Linked DNA regions of Capra hircus: region 1 is linked to region 2. Evidence: chromatin contacts called from public Hi-C data. All regions are on one chromosome and are shown on one strand. The core of a region is the stretch at or near the end of the contact, and the rest is flanking DNA. Distances in the headings are between cores, read along the strand shown.

Region 1 (3,913 bases), core at 500-2,999, 46 kb before region 2:
CCATCCATGGGATTTTCCAGGCAAGAGTACTGGAGTGGGTTGCCATTGCCTTCTCCGCCCATCATAGCACGTCATAATAAATATGATGAATGAAAGAATAAGGAGTACTGTGGGGGTTAAATGAGAAGATGCATACCAAGTGATTAGCATACTTCCTGGTAGATGCTAAGCACTTATTCTGAAACGATGCTCTTAGCATTAGTATGAAATCTACTTGACTTAGCGTGGTTGGACCACCTAGTTGGCCATGATCAAACAGTGACACTCTCAGACAGGTCCCCAGGAAAGCAACCAGCTCAGGGAAAGGACTTTAAAGTGTGTCTAAAGAGAAAAAATACTCAGAGAAAGTGAAGACCGAATATTAATAATCATGTTAAGAATAACTAATATTTACTGAGCACTTTCTATGTGCAAATGTGCTTAATCCTTACAAGGGTCTTAATGAAATAGGCAGTTTATTAGCTCCCATTTCACAGATGGGGAAGTAGATTCACAGGGAGGTGCAGATCACCCAACTTGTAAGTGGCAGAGCCAGGATCAAACCCAGGACTTCTGCCTCCAGGCCCCATGTTCTTAATCACTACACTATTTTTTGTGTAACTAAGACTGAAGGTGGTAGGAGAAAGGGGACAACAGAGGACGAGAAGGTTGGATGGCATCACCGACTCGATGGACGTGAGTTTGAGTAAACTCCGGGAGGCCTGGCCTGCTGCAGTCCATGGGGTCGCAAAGAGTCAGACACGACGGAGCAACTAAACTGAACTGACTAGAAAAAATAGGGCCCATGCCATTGAGTGAAAATTACTAAGGACAGGAGAAGAGGGTTGTAAGGGTTCTATATGAGAATATTCTCTGCAGGTGACTTTGGAAAATGTAAGGTCATGTGATGCTGTCAGAGGAAGATCTGTGACAGTAAGACCCTGGGAGATGGAGAAGAGATGGGTGAACGGTGCCCACCACCCCTCCCCACTGCGCAATTACCCCCAACATTCAAACCCTTTCTGCGGTCACCAAGTACGCAGCTCCTGGCCCTTCCCTGCTCGAAATGGTTCCAGTTCCTGGGAATCAGGTTATAATCACTAAATTCTAGAGCTGACCTCACGCCAGGGCTCCCTGCCTGAGGGTCTAGGATACAACAGGTTCACAAATGTGAGGCCCGTGAGCTATTTCCAATACCCGACCTAACCAATTGTAAATGACACATTTACAACTTGGAATGGAGGGAATACCAAGAATGTAAAAAGTTCCACTTCTGTGCTTAGAGCTGGAATCTTAGTACTTGATAGGTAAGGCTGTATAAAATGTTAGCACATAGGAGATGCTTTAAACACATTTTGTTTTCTTCTCCACTTCATAACCTCTTTAAAGGGATCTCTTTGGGGAAACACCTCCCTCACATGCACAGAGACGTGGGACAATTCAAAGAGATGGATCAGCCACCTCCCTCCCCTCCCCAGCTCTTCTGCTGCTCAGAGAAAGCTGATGCTTAGGTAGGAAACAGCTCTGGGGGCCCAGTGCCCACACTCCTTGCCTGTGGATGGTAGAGGTATTCCTCATGTCAAAGTTGGAGGAGCTGATCCTCTCCAGAAACGCCTGGGCCAGTTCAGGCGTGATGTCATAAACCGTGTCCAGCTGCTTGGTGGCGTTGTCATAGCTGATAAACAGCCCAATCTGGTGGAGGAGGCCAGGAAGATCAGTGGGGGGCTGCAGGAGCCCTGTGAAGCCCCGCCCCGGTGGCCTGTGCTGTGCCCCGCCCCCAGGCCCCTGGAGATGCCCATTCCTCATTTTCACTGATTTCTTTTTTTTCTGTAATAGTTTATTACAAGATATTGAATATAGTTCCCTATGCTATACAGTAGGACCTTGTGGTTTATCTTTTTTATATATAGAGGCATGGATCTGCTAATCCCAAACTCCTAATTGATCGGTCCCTCATCCCATTTCCTCTTTGGTAACTAAGTGACATTGATTTCCTAATGGTCTGTAACCGCTGCTTCAGTTTCTTCTACAATCCACCTGTTATTTAGGAAAGTTTTTCTTTTTTAATATAGGAGCAGTTGAACTTTTTTCAAGCTAATACTTGCATATTTATTTCTAGATTTGTTTTATTGAGGTCAGAGAATGTGGTCCACAAATTGTTTGCTTTGGGGAATCAGAATTTTTAAAATAGATAAATTGGTTTGTAAATGACCCCCAGGTGATTTAAAAAAAGAATGTGTGTTCTCTCTGTAAGATATAAAGTTGGATATATGTATACAATATATATGTAAATACATGTTTACATAATATTTAACACACACTTATTATGTAAATATATACATAATGCATTCAACTTTATTAAATATACTCTTCAGGTTCTTTCTATTATTGTTCACTTTTTGCCTGTGTGTCCAAGAGTGTCGCACTGAGGTCTCCTATATTTTGAGGCCCTGTTATTCTTCGCTTAAAGATTTCATAAAGCTGTCTCTCCCTCATGGATTGTGCTCTACGTCCATAAGAAATTCCCTCTGAGTGTTGGTACCCTGTGGCTTCACCTCCCTTCTCTACATGTTTAGAAGATGAAGAAATGTTGTGAACAGCCCCTGGATCTCAAGAAGTCCCTGCTAGGGGCCCAGTTTTCTGAGAATTTAATCTCTTTCGACTTTCTGAAGTTCACTCAACTTTAAAAAAGTAAAATGGAGGTCTAATCCATTTTAAACTGAGGGTTATGAAACTGAGAGACATCTGAAATATTCCCAGCCTGTCAGGTAAAAAGAGGAACCTTAGGGACTCCCCTCGTGGTCCAGTGGCTAAGACTCCATGATCCCAGTGCAGGGGGCTCAGGTTCTAAACCTGGTCAGGGAACTAGACCCACGTGCCACAACTAAGGATCCTACATACTGCAACCAAGACCTGGCACAGCCAAATAAGGAAATATTTGTTTTAAAGAAAGAGGAACCTACTTCTGCCTCTGATTTCATAATAACCAGACGTGGTTGGGTCAGTCAGTCCTCGAACGGGCCAGTCATTTGATGCAAACACTTCTTTCACTGGCCAGTAGAAAGTTAGGGGACACAGGGTACGAACTGGTGGCAAGCCCCAAACTCTTTATGAAAGCCTCCCCTGTTGGCAGCATTCCTCAGCATTCCTGAGTTCTAGAATCATGCCTCCCAAGGGATTGTAGTATCATCAGAACAACATTAGGAAAAGGAGAGTAATTCCTGAGCAGTGAATTGAGCACCATGAATATGTACACTTCTCCACTGTAAACTTTAAAGTCCAATCATCGCTCATGCTGAAGTAGCTATCAATAGAAGTTGCCATAAATAGAAGTAGCAATTGATCCATGTTGCTTTTGACTTGGGTTTGTGCTTCCAGTGACTGTAAACTCTATAGCTACGATCCTTGGCATTTCTTGACTTCAAAAATACCCTTAAACTACCTTTGGTTCATAGTCAACCTTCTCTTTAGATCCTATTGTTGACATCAGAACTGTCTTAGTTGTCCACAATTCTTTTTGTTTTCTTGGCTCTTCTACACTAGAACACAACCCAGCAACTGACTGCTTGAGGCCTTATTTGAGGAGTTTTCTTTAGATGCTCAAGTTATATTGAGCTAAGGTGAGTGGCTGGCTGAACATGAGAGGTTTAGAACACACCTTGTGTACATGCTAAGTCGACTCAGTCGTGTCTGACTCTTTGTGATTTAATGGACTGTAGCCCGCCAGGCTCCTCTGTCCGTGGGATTCTCCAGGCAAGAACACTGGAGTGGGTTGCGGTGCCCTCCCCTCCAGGGGATCTTCCCAACCCAGGGATCAAACCCGCATCTCTTAGGTCTCCTGCATTGGTAGGCAGGTTCTTTACCACTAGCGCCACCTGGGAAGTCCAGAACACACCTTACTTCAGATGTATTGGTAATGGAGACATGTAAATGT
Region 2 (3,623 bases), core at 966-3,465:
TCTTGGGGTGGACTCTGAAGACCTCAACCTCCACGTGTTTATACGGGTTTGAGAACAAAGACAGCATCATCCAGAACGTAGTAGTCATTATACATGTCACCTTCACACAGGTATGGCAGTCTGGTGAAAGCTTCAATAACAAAACCAGCTTTTCTGAAAACTTCAGGCAGACTATTCACTTGTTCTTCCCAATTCTGTCCCTTGATTTCCAAAATTTCCGATGGTTTATCCCACTTGCCACCTACTAAAACAAAAACATGAAGTTAAATTCTTGAACAAATTATTCAAAAGAGGGAAGAGGGGAAGAACAATATTGGCTAAGGACTTGGTGTGTACCAAGCACTGGGTGCTTTGATGAATGATCTCCCGGGTGACCCAGCAGTAGGACAAAGAGGAAGCAGAGACTTAGGAAGACTGAAGAACGTGGCCCAGCTTGCAAGGTTAATGAACACTGGGGCAGAAATGTAATCCCTCATTAAACCAGACCCAAAGCCCACACTACTACTTGCTCTGACAGCTTCTTGATATCACCCTCCCTTAGACTGACAGGTGTGTAATGGTTAATAGGTTTGGAAAACTGCTTATTAAACACTGGGACATTGAGGCAGAGTAGAACAAAGTTTGAAAGAGTGCTTTGGATAAACGTAAGAAAACGCCACTACTGTAGTAAAATTATGCCACATATTAACTAGAGAGGTTTATCAGGCTGAAAGTAAAAATAGGTTAAGGGAGACTTTTAATTTCTAAAAACAGACCATTTGGTGTGCTTTTCAAGAGAGATCAATCCATTCTCTAACTTTTCAGAAGAATTTCATACAAGTTAACCTCCAGAACCAGAGAAAGGATATAACACACTAGAATGGATGAATCAACCTAGCATTTCTTGCAACAGTGACTCAAGTCTGTGTTACGTTAGTCATTTCCAAACCCATGAGCGTCAGATGCCCAGGTACTAGGGGGCTAGAAAAAGTCTTCAGTTCACATACATACCAAGCACTGACTACAGACGCGCACACACACACACAGTGGTATATATAAAATCTGGGGGGTGCTTTCCGACACAACAATGATGTAAAAAAAAAATATACAGTAATGTTAAAAGTATTACTAAATACAGATTGAGAATAACTTTCTGTAAATGACGAAATATATAGTCAACAAGTGCCAAGCATACAAACGGTACAGTGGAGAGGGCTTCATTCTCTCCGGCAGTGAGCACCCCTCTTCCCCGTGGAAGGCAAAGCCTGGGGAAGCAGCTTCCCCCTCCTCTTTCTTGCAGCTCAGGCACTGGCTCATGACCTAAGCTCAGAAACACTCGCCGCGACCTGAAATGAGGAGCAAGTGGCCCAGAGGTGGGGACGTGAGGCTCCTTCTCTGGGAAGGCGGAGCAGTGGTGTGAGTCCAAGCAGCTCGGGCAGCACGGAGTGGTACTACTGACAGGCTGTGGCCCACGCCAAGGCAGCAATGCTTGCCGGGGGCAGTGTGCTCTTCACATCAGCTTTATAGCAGATTTCAGGGCATGTGTCTTGCATGTAGACCCCAACACATGATTCTCCAGTCCTCCCAGGGACTCAGTGTGCTACCCTCAAATCCTTTCAATAAACTCCCTTTTGCTTATTAAGTCAGCCCAAGTCACTTTCTGCTGTTTACAAAGAACCTGACTGATGAAGCCCCCGAGGGACTAGGATGGGGTTCTGGATGACAAAGATTCCACACATTTATTTCACAATAAAAGCGGTCACACAAAACTGGGGCACAAGGGCTCCCCAGGTGACTTAGTGGTAAAGAATCTCCTGCCAATGCAGGAGATGCAGATTTGAACCCTGGGTTGGGAAGATCCCCTAGAGAAAGAAATGGTAACCCACTCCTGTATTCTTGCCTGGGAAATTCCAGGGACAGAGGAGCCTGGCAGGTTATAGTCCATGGGGTCGCAAACAGTTGGACATGACTTAGTGACTAAACAAAACTGGGATACAATTAGTTAATGGCACCCAACTTATTTATTCATCGTTCACTGATTTTTCTCATCTCTACATGAAGATGGACTTTCCAGGTGGTGCTAGTGGTAAAGAGTCCGTCTGCCAATGCAGAAGACGGAAGAGATGTGAGTTCAGTCCCTGGGTTGGGAAAAGCCCCTGGAGGAAGGCATAATGACCCACTCCAGTATTCTTGCCTGGAGAATCCCATGGACAGAGGACCCTGGTGGGCTACAGTGCATAGGGTCGCAGAGAGTCGGACACAACTGAAGCGACTTAGCACACTACATGAAGGTATTTCCTTCTGCTTCTCCTCGATTTCCAGCAGTTATCAGCCCAGCACCAAGAACAAATTAGATGCCCAAGAGCACAGACTGAACTGCTCTAGAAAATTTAAGTATGATTTATCTGTCAAACAATACTTTCTAGGAATATGCACCAAGGTAAATCAAAATCTCACCCAAAACATCTAACATCTTTGAGGCTTTGTAAAACCCAAGAAAAACGTGACCATATGAACATTTAGAAGTGTGCTCTAAGCTAAAATCTCAACTTTAAATGGTGAAACTGCATTACAAACAATCTTTACACAATTTCAAAAAGTTCCCAATTATGGTTCCTCAATAAGAGTTCCTCTCTTTGGTTCTTCCTTTCTTAGAGGAAAAAAAAAAAAAGCCAAAACTCTCCTCAAATACACACTCCCACACCTCACACATACACACAGAAATGGAGACTGTGAACAGAGGAAAGATTATTCTCGGTCTGGAACTCAATCTGATTCTGTTTTATGTCGGTAAGGTTCTTTTTTTTCCCTCCATTTTATTTAAATCAATTGCTACTTTTCATCTAAAAATTCATTTATATTTTAACCCCCTACAGATTTTTAAATGTATAACATTATGGAAACTGTCTAAGGTGACAAATTTCCTTTTTTCTCAGAGAAATAGGTAATAAAAAAACAGTTGAGAAAAAAAATTAATATTAACATTGAAAATTTCCTTTGCTATCATGCTGCTTTAGACAAGAGTACCTCTCCAAACAAAGGCTTGAAAATATTCATAAAATCACATTAATCATTAACAATTCAGTTCCCATACAGGCAAACTGACTCTGCACTAAATAATTGAATATTTTTTAAAGAACAGTGTTTCAGAAAAAGCTGAATTTCTATAAATTGAAGTACCTGTCATTTAAAAAAACTGCTATGGCTCCTTCCTTCAAAAATAACCATATCACAAATATATGGATACTTTTGCCTGTTTTTTCTCTATGAGAGAGTTTCCGATATCACAGTTCTAATAATTTCATCATTGTTCTAAAAAATCTCATAATCTCAGATTTGCTCACAAAGTTTGGGTCATAGGCCAGGAAAGGGAACAAAAGCTCTTATTTTTTTCTCATCTGTAAAGAAATATTTTAAAATGTTAACCGTGATTTGGTAGGGGCAGAGTGGTGAAAGGACTATGGGTGACTTTTTTGTTTCTACTTTCAGTAATAAGTCTATTAATTCCCTAATAAGTATATATATTACTTTTATAGAGCAGTCTAATTAGCATTATTTTTTAAAAGAATTATCTTTCAAAGATATATACTGAAAGATGTGCAGACAAATTACCTGGAATTTGCCCTAAAATAACGAGAGAGTAA

The links. A called contact is a pair of places that touch in the nucleus more often than the background predicts.
Region 1: a Hi-C map of blood shows a contact between it and region 2, with 2.8 times the contacts expected there. The contact joins the enhancer-like site here to the promoter of IGSF6 in region 2. A contact is called at or near these places in 2 of 5 Hi-C or Micro-C datasets (both in blood).

What each region holds. Positions count from the first base shown.
Region 1 is chr25:20,131,102-20,135,014 of ARS1.2, reverse strand. OTOA (otoancorin) reads right to left here. Exons shown (of 28, transcript XM_018039983.1): 10 at 1,532-1,671. Among named protein-coding and RNA genes, the nearest start is that of OTOA, 21 kb to the right of the region's middle. Within about 2 kb of position 1,749, at least 1 of the 5 cell types and tissues checked has an H3K27ac peak or open chromatin away from gene starts, as enhancers often do.
Region 2 is chr25:20,086,253-20,089,875 of ARS1.2, reverse strand. It overlaps IGSF6 (immunoglobulin superfamily member 6), which reads left to right and starts at 2,215. Exons shown (of 6, transcript XM_005697599.3): 1 at 2,215-2,769. The coding sequence starts at 2,703. It overlaps METTL9 (methyltransferase-like protein 9), which reads right to left. Exons shown (of 5, transcript XM_018040834.1): 5 at 1-241. The coding sequence ends at 39.